Regions from separate parts of the Triticum aestivum genome. Here region 2 is linked to region 1. Evidence: chromatin contacts called from public Hi-C data. All regions are on one chromosome and are shown on one strand. The core of a region is the stretch at or near the end of the contact, and the rest is flanking DNA. Distances in the headings are between cores, read along the strand shown. Region 1 holds the start of LOC123123480 (NEDD8-activating enzyme E1 regulatory subunit AXR1). Region 2 holds the start of LOC123125998 (zinc finger protein ZAT12).

Region 1 (3,821 bases), core at 991-3,490:
GTCTACGAGGGTACGTGGACAACACTCTCCCCTCTCGTTGCTATGCATCACCATGATCTTGCGTGTTCGTAGGAAATTTTTTGAAATTACTACGTTCCCCAACAATACCCTACTTCCTGCTTGATTGATCTTGATGAATATGAGTATTACAAGAGTTGATCTACCACGAGATCGTAATGGCTAAAACCCTACAGTCTAGCCTGTATGACTACGATTATGATTGTCCTCTACGGACCTAGCCTCCGGTATATATAGAGACCGAAGGGATCTAGGGTTACACAAAGTCGGTTACAGAGAAGAGAATCTTCATATTAGGTCATCAAGCTTGCCTTCCACGCCAAGGAGAGTCCCATCCGGACACGGGTAGAGTCTTCGGTCTTTGTATCTTCACAGCCCAACAGTCCGGCTCATGGCTAACAGGCCGGACGCCCGAGGCCCCCTTAGTCCTGGACTCCCTCACCGGCCCAATAAGAGGAGAGATGGGGAGTATCCGCTAGGTCGCTAACGTGCCAAATAGGAGTGGCCGGTACCCAGGCCTCCAACCGAACATGCGGTTATATGATGTTGTTGTTGACGAGAGAGCAACTAATCAAGGAGTACTCCTTCGGGAGCCCCGCAAGGGTCACTTGGGATTAATTGGGAGTGCGTCAAGTGGCGCACTCTTAGCCGCCGCCACGTGTCGCACTATCGGCGCTCCCTTCGGTTTTTTTTCTATACGTGTTTTCAGCTTTTAGATGATTTTTTTTGGGTTTTTCTCGGCTTTCCTCAGTATCTGGACCAAAACAAATTTCGGAAAAAAGCACAAAAAATGCGTTTCCTTTTTTTTCCTTCTGCGGAAGACACGGATTTGTTTCGGTGAGAGGCATGGCCGTGCCTCTTGGAAAAGAAAAATGTGTGTGTTTTTTCATTCCGCAAGAGGCACAGATTTACTTCTCATGGAGGCACAGATTTGCTTCCGTGAGAAGCATAGTCGTGCCTCACAAAAAAGAAATGAAAACATGTTTTCTTTTTTTCCTTCCACGAGTGGCAGGGATTTGCTTCCATGATCGTACCTCTCAGAAAACAAAAAAGATGCATTTTTTCGTTCCACGAGAGACACGGATTTACTTCTCATGAAGACATGGATTTGCTTCTGTGAGAGGCACAATCATGCCTCACAGAAAAAGTAGTGAAAAAATGTTTTCTTTTTTCTTTTTTTCTTTTGCGATAGGCAGGGATTTGCTTCCATGATCGTGCCTCTCGAAAAAATACGTTTATTTTTTTCATTCTACGAGAGACACAGATTTACTTCTCGTGAAGACACGGATTTGCTTCCGCGAGAGGTACAGTCGTGCCTTGCGGAAAAGGAAAAAATATGTTTTTTTAATCTTTTTTGCCTTCCGTGAAAGGCACATACTTACTTCTTATGGAGGTACGGATTTACTTTTCATGGAGGCACGGTTCGTGACTTTTGGAAAGGAAAAAACGCGTGCCTCTTTGAAAATGGAAAAAAGTGCTCCCAGTTTCTTTTTTTTATGGAAAAAAAGTTCGTTGAAATCTATTAACATGGAACCAAGTTTTAAAGATCTCGACGCAAGGAATCCTTTAACATGGAGGAATCAAGTTTTTTTCATGATAAGGTGGGAATGATCTTTACAAAGAGTATTCCTTAATTAGTTTTTCTAGCCGAGTATTACTTACACTTTTTTTAGAATCAATATTCCTTAATTAGTTTTTTTAGGGGTAGTATTGCTTAATTAGTTTTTGAACACAACATAGACGCAAGCGCTCATACATACGCGCATACACTCACCGTATGAACACACACACGCACACCCTACCCCTTATGAGCACCTCCGAGAGACTGCGCCGGCATATCATCTTGAGATTTACGAAGCCACCGTAGGTGCCTTGTCATCGATGCACTGAAAGCGCATCGCCGGAAATTCTAAAATAAATCCAGAAATAGTATTTCTTAATTAGTTTTTTGAGACAATAATATTCCTTAATTAGTTTTTTTAGGCAAATATTCCTTAATTAGTGACCTCGTAATGAGTGATGTAAACTCGAATCGGGCCTTCCTGATATCTTTTTTTTGGTGAGGAATCCTGATAGCCTTCTGGGCCAGGCCGACACAAGCCTAGTAGGCCTGTCCTGGTACGTAGGCCGAGAGAATGGGAAGTTGGGCCAGGATGGGCTCTGCGGAGAACTTCTAGCTGGCCTGACGCATTTGCCATAGTAACGGAAAGCGAATAAATGCCTTCTCCCCTGGCTCCGCACTTCCACTTCCGCTCCTCGCTTTATTCCTCGGGGGCGCCGGTGAGGAGGCGGCGCGGCCCGGCGCGGCGAGGCGGAAACCCCCACCGCCGCACAGGGAAGAGACTACGCCTCCGCAGCCATGGCCGCCGCCCCATCCGCCTCCGCCTCCGCCGTCGCCGTTGCCGAGCCCAAGACCAAGTACGATCGCCAGCTCAGGTAACGCGTCGGCGCCCTCCACGGCATCACCCCACCCTTGGTTACATCTCCGCGTGACTGGTGGAACTACGCTCGTCCTCTCGGGCTCGGTTTCGGTAGGGGCGGCGTGTGGTCTAGGGTTTTCTGCTTCCGCTGTGATTCGGCCCGCTGGCCGGCCTGAACTGTCCGAGGGAAGCGGGTGCCCTGCTTCTAGATTCGAAGGCCGCGGGCCTTGCATTGCATGCAGTCGGGGTGGCTGTTGTTGTTCGGGATTTTGGAAGCGCTGTTTGGGTCCTGATTGGAGCGAGTGTTTGGTTGCTGGTTAAGACGGCACTACTTGTTATGTTTATGATGATGTTCAGAACTTCAGATGAATCGTGCTTACATGGGTGGTTCGAGTTCCTGTGCATATGCTAGTACAATAACATGTTGACTGTCCACTACTACATTTGTAGCTCTTTTAGTCTGCACGGAATTTTGAAATCGAGCTATTTGGAAACCAGCAATTCAGCTTATCCAAACATAGTTATCCATGACATCAGGATAGCAACAACATTTACTGATACAAATCTTTGGCGCTCATCAGTGCAAACCAAAACTATAATTCATGACAGTCTTTAATTAATAAATTTAATATGACCCACATTCTATTGTATGGCCTTCTGCCCTTCACTTTTTCTCAGTAATGTCTTACAATAGATGTTCATTATTATCAGCTTAAGTTCCTCCCTACAAAAGCTTATGATGAATATGTGCATATATTGAAAGCTACATGATCTTGTAAATATGAAGTACAGGATATGGGGTGATCAAGGACAGGCTGCACTGGAGAAGGCTAGCATATGCTTGCTTAACTGTGGCCCTACCGGAACTGAAGCGCTGAAGAACCTTGTGCTTGGAGGAATAGGGAGTGTTACTGTTGTTGATGATTCCAAAGTTGAACCGTCGGACCTGGGAAACAATTTTTTGTGTAATGCGAATATGCGATGCTGTTCCTTCTGTTCCTTAAATTCATTTCCATAAAAGTGATGGAATTCATATTTACTGAGTGCTCTGTATTTCTGTTCAGTGGATGAAGGGTGCTTGGGTCATTCAAGAGCAAAATCTATCTGTTCTTTCCTACAAGAGCTCAATGATGCTGTGAAAGCCAAATATGTTGAGGAGTCTGTAGCGACAATGATAGATACAAATCCTTCCTTCTTTTCCGAGTTCACTGTTGTCATTGCTACACAGGTATGTGTTTTGATATACTCTTAACATAAGCTGCAAACGCAGTGATTCATTTGCTGATGCTTTCTGCGTAGAGTTTTAGCTGAATGAACACTTGTGTTTTTTTTAAGCCAAAAAATTGAAGTGATCAAAATCTTGGATGGTAGATTAGGCGGTTT
Region 2 (4,298 bases), core at 1,081-3,580, 250 kb after region 1:
TATGCCTCTCACGAAATCACAACCGCGCCTCTCGCGGAAGCAAAACCGTGACTCTCGCGAAAGAAAAAGAAGAAGAGAAAACACCTTTTTTTCGTTTCCGAGGAGGCACGGCCGTGACTCTCGCGAAAGCACAACCGTGCCTCTCGCGGAAGCAAAACCGTGACTCTCGCGATTTTCCGTTTCTGAGAGGCACAGCCGTGACTCTCGCGAAGGCACAGCCGTGCCTCTCGCGAAGGTAAACCGTGACTCTCGCGAAAGGACAAAAACAGAAAACGCGGTTTTTTTTCATTTCCTAGAGGCACTGCCGTGACTCTCGCGAAAGCACAACCGTGCCTCTCGCGGAAGCAAAACCGTGACTCTCGCGAAAGAAAAAAAAACAGAAAACACGTTTTTTTTTCGTTTCCGAGAGGCACGACCGTGACTCTCGCGAAAGCAAAACCGTGCCTCTCGCGGAAGCAAAACAGTGACTCTCGCGAAAGAATAAAAAACGTGTTTTTTCACGCAAATTTTTTATTTCGGATTTTTTGGTCGAAAAGCTAAGGAAGACCGGTGGAAAACCAAAACATCGGAAAAACCTAAAAAAAACTTTTAAATAGCCGAAAACGCGTGCGGAAAAATAAAAATAAAAATCCGGAGGGAGCACCCAGAGCGCAACGCGTGGTGAATGGCTGAGAGCGCGCCAAGTGGCGCTGATTGTTGCGAGGCTCCCGAAGAAGCGCTCGTTAACTAGTGGCTCCCGCCTACCGATACATTGATCAATCTACGATCTTTCCGGAGACGAACTGACAGATATGCGCCGCCGCAGGGCTAATGGTGTTGTCTCGTTTTTGATTGCTTCGTTTCCTTTGTTTTTTTTTTGCTTTAGTGATTGCTTCATTTCCTGCCCGGAGACACAGCTCAGTTCATAATTCATAGCTCTTCTCGTATCAAGAATTAATTCCATGATTCCGCTAGCCGCGGGTCGCTCGATCGGAAAGTCGCAGCAAATCAAAACACACAAGTTGAAGCAGCGGGTGGCCAAGACCAAAGGTGAGGGCATCACCGATATGTCTAAGAGGTGCGCTCAAATTGAATCCATTAAATTTAGACTATATTGTGTACTGTTGAATAATTATATTAGTCAGTATATTGTGCGCATACGCATCAATTCAGGTCGTTTATTTTTGTTATATGAAGTTGGTTAGTTAATCAACTTGACACACACCAAGATTTCCAAGATAGTTGCTCGTTTAACATTTAGGTCGTTTATTTTTGTTATATTACCTTGACTAGCCTATAATTTATACAGTGTTTGAATTTATTCAAATTTCTTTTCTTAAAAACCAAGTATTCTAGAAAGTTTAGGACCACAATTTGCATTTCGCACAGGGGCCTTAAATTTCTGGAGACGGCCCTGCTGTGGATAAACAGACGTCCAGACCAGTTTGCGGACCGATGTGTTAGCGCATTGGACCAGACCGCTCGAGAGAGAAGTAGGAGTATGTCATAAGCTCCACAACAGGGACGTCACTCCCCAGCCGTACCCAACAACAATTGACTTGAATCGGGGTCGTCGCCATCCGTTTCTTGAGTCTCGATATGCACATGCTCATTCATGGCTTGTGGTGCAAAAGAACTAATTTAGCGCGTATTGCAGTTAGCTAGTCAGGATTTGTAGTCATTTCCGTGAAATACAGGCACATGCACACACGCGTACGAGTGCAATGCATGCACACGGACGATCGTTGGAGCGCGTGGCGCATGTGCCATGCATCACGGAGAAATTCCATAGCTGCATGCATGTGGTGCTGTAATTCATGCGGACGCGGCAAGCCATTCTTGGACTGGAGAACAGGAGCAAGAACCGAAACTGGAAACTTGGAACCGTCCATGCAAAAGAAGAGAAAGAACTGTGGAATAGTATGCATGCCCTCATTCTTCTGGCGAAAGAATCGTCGTTGATTGATCCGTCAAATCGGCGCCAGTCAACATAAAGTAGGCCGGTCCATGCAGCAACAAATACCCAACCAGGAGTACAACGGATATGGACCGCGAGCTGTCAAATTATGGTTCCGTCCCATTTCGCTGTCCCTTCGGTCCACATGCACGTAACCGCGTCACGGGCTACCTCGGAGCAGGCTAAGCAATTACTCTAGGCTGACGCGAGCAGAGGAGAAGGTTCTATCTTTCCTGACCTGCGCTTTAGGGGGGTCGCCGCCGATCGCGACGGGCTCCAAGTCGTGCCTCCGCACCGCAGTCGTCAAGCCAGACGTGGTCTACAAGCGATGTACCTGGTGGCTACTAGTACCAGCCACTCCCCACCGCTAGCACTATAAAAGGCTAACCCTGCACGACCGAGCCATATCCACAGCCAATTCCGAGCTCTTCCGAGTGACCGAATCCGCACAGAACTACGAACTCTTGTAGAGGTCATCCGACTAGCCGCCATGGTTTCGTCAATGAAGCAGCAGTACAGAGATGAGGCCGATGCGCCCTCGTCCCTCTCCCTCTCGCTCTCCCTCGGCGCCATCGCCGACCGCAGCAAGAAGATGCGCCGCGGCGCCGCGGACGGGGAGTTCGTGTGCAAGACGTGCAGCCGCTCGTTCCCGTCGTTCCAGGCGCTTGGCGGGCACCGGACCAGCCACCTCCGCGGCCGCAACGGGCTCGCGCTCGGCCTCGCTGCCGGGTCCGATCAGCCGGCGACCAGGAAGACCACGGACCAGAAGCAGGCGCACCGGTGCCACATCTGCGGGCTCGAGTTCGAGATGGGGCAGGCGCTCGGGGGACATATGCGCCGGCACCGCGAGCACGGGGCCGCCACCACGGCCCAGGCACCGCCGGTTCTGCTCCAGCTCTTCGTCTAGCTGGCTAGCGTTTCATTGGTTTCTCTATAGCTGGTTCGATATAGGTAGGCACCCAGTGCAGGTTTACTGGTTCTCCTGTGTGCGCGATTGGATTTGTACATTTGCTGCACACTAGTAGGTGTTGATCCTTGGTTCATTCTCTCATTTTTATGATTATGTACGTATTTAGGACTTGTTCGTTCGTTGATTTCTGAGACTACATACGTGTTACATTGATTTGTTCGTTATTCTGTTCTAACTGAACCGCCTACGAGTTGAGTCGATCAATTCCATGTGTTTTTTTTTTCCAAAGAGGGTCTTTCACTCTATCATTGAACAAATCCCTTGCTACCATTTTTTTTTGCGTCAAAACTTCCGATCTATTCATTTTCAGTCATGGCAGTACAACGAACACCCAAAATAATAAAAACTATACCTAGATTCGTAGATCACCTAGTGATGACTATAAGCACCGAAGCTCCCTTGTCAAGTGGCTGTACCCAAAGAAAAATCCCTCCTAGTGGCGGAGCCAGCAGCTCAAGAATGGGTGTACAGAGTCACCTAAAAATCCTAGTTTTACGCATATTTCCTCATTCATTTGATGTGCATTGTCCTATATACGTGAATTATATATGTGCCATTCAAAATGTTTGCCAAAATAATGATTGTTCACTTGTACATCCAAATCCTAGTATAGCTCCGCCAAAATAATGGCTGTTCACTTGTACACCTTCTCCAAGTGGCTGCGCCAAAGGCATGAAACTCATGGGCCTTCATTTGATGAAGTGAGCACAAACATGATCAAATGTGTAGGCTTTTGAACAACATGTAAAAAGTCAAAAACTAATTTAAAACAAAATTATGGCAATAATAAAACAAGTCCACATAAATTGTGTATCCCCACCTAGATTTGGGTCTTATGTCGTGCACTCACCACAACCAACAAGTTTTGAAACGTATTTGATATACTCATTCGTGGAGGGAGATTAAAAGTCACATAGGCCGTCGATCGGTGTGGCTCATGAGCTACACATTTTGATCAAGGTTTTTGTCTAGTGTTGATAAATTGCATGTATTTGTAGGAATGACATATCTACAAAAGAAATGATCATGTATTCATACATGAGTTAAAAATCCTCTATAGGGCTCAACCGTTAGTCGTGTGGGGAAGGAAATCGCGTGTGGATAAGGCAGAAGTCGCCTGGAATCCTCGGTACAATAGACATAATAGAAGTGAGAACACAAGCATGGATGGAGGTGGATGGGTTGGCTTCATCCCTATAGTTTTGTATGGGAGTATATACAATGCATCTATTTTAATTATTGCTTCTGATCGGTGGGACACTCTTATTTATCTTCTTGTTGAGACGCTAACGAGACCCCATCACTGAACCACCACCAGAGACACAAATATGAAGTTAATGTTCATGCTCATCGACAATGCATGCAATCCTAGTGTAGCTCCGCCCATGCGTG

Evidence for each region. Hi-C and Micro-C count contacts between places; a contact is called where the count stands out from the background.
Region 2: a Hi-C map of leaf shows a contact between it and region 1, with 3 times the contacts expected there. The contact joins the promoter of LOC123125998 here to the promoter of LOC123123480 in region 1. A contact is called at or near these places in 2 of 5 Hi-C or Micro-C datasets (both in leaf).

What each region holds. Positions count from the first base shown.
Region 1 is chr5D:528,343,960-528,347,780 of IWGSC CS RefSeq v2.1, forward strand. LOC123123480 (NEDD8-activating enzyme E1 regulatory subunit AXR1) reads left to right here and starts at 2,241. Exons shown (of 14, transcript XM_044543998.1): 1 at 2,241-2,454; 2 at 3,231-3,403; 3 at 3,503-3,666. The coding sequence starts at 2,378.
Region 2 is chr5D:528,590,705-528,595,002 of IWGSC CS RefSeq v2.1, forward strand. LOC123125998 (zinc finger protein ZAT12) reads left to right here and starts at 2,331. Exons shown (of 1, transcript XM_044546425.1): 1 at 2,331-3,086. The coding sequence starts at 2,427. The coding sequence ends at 2,843.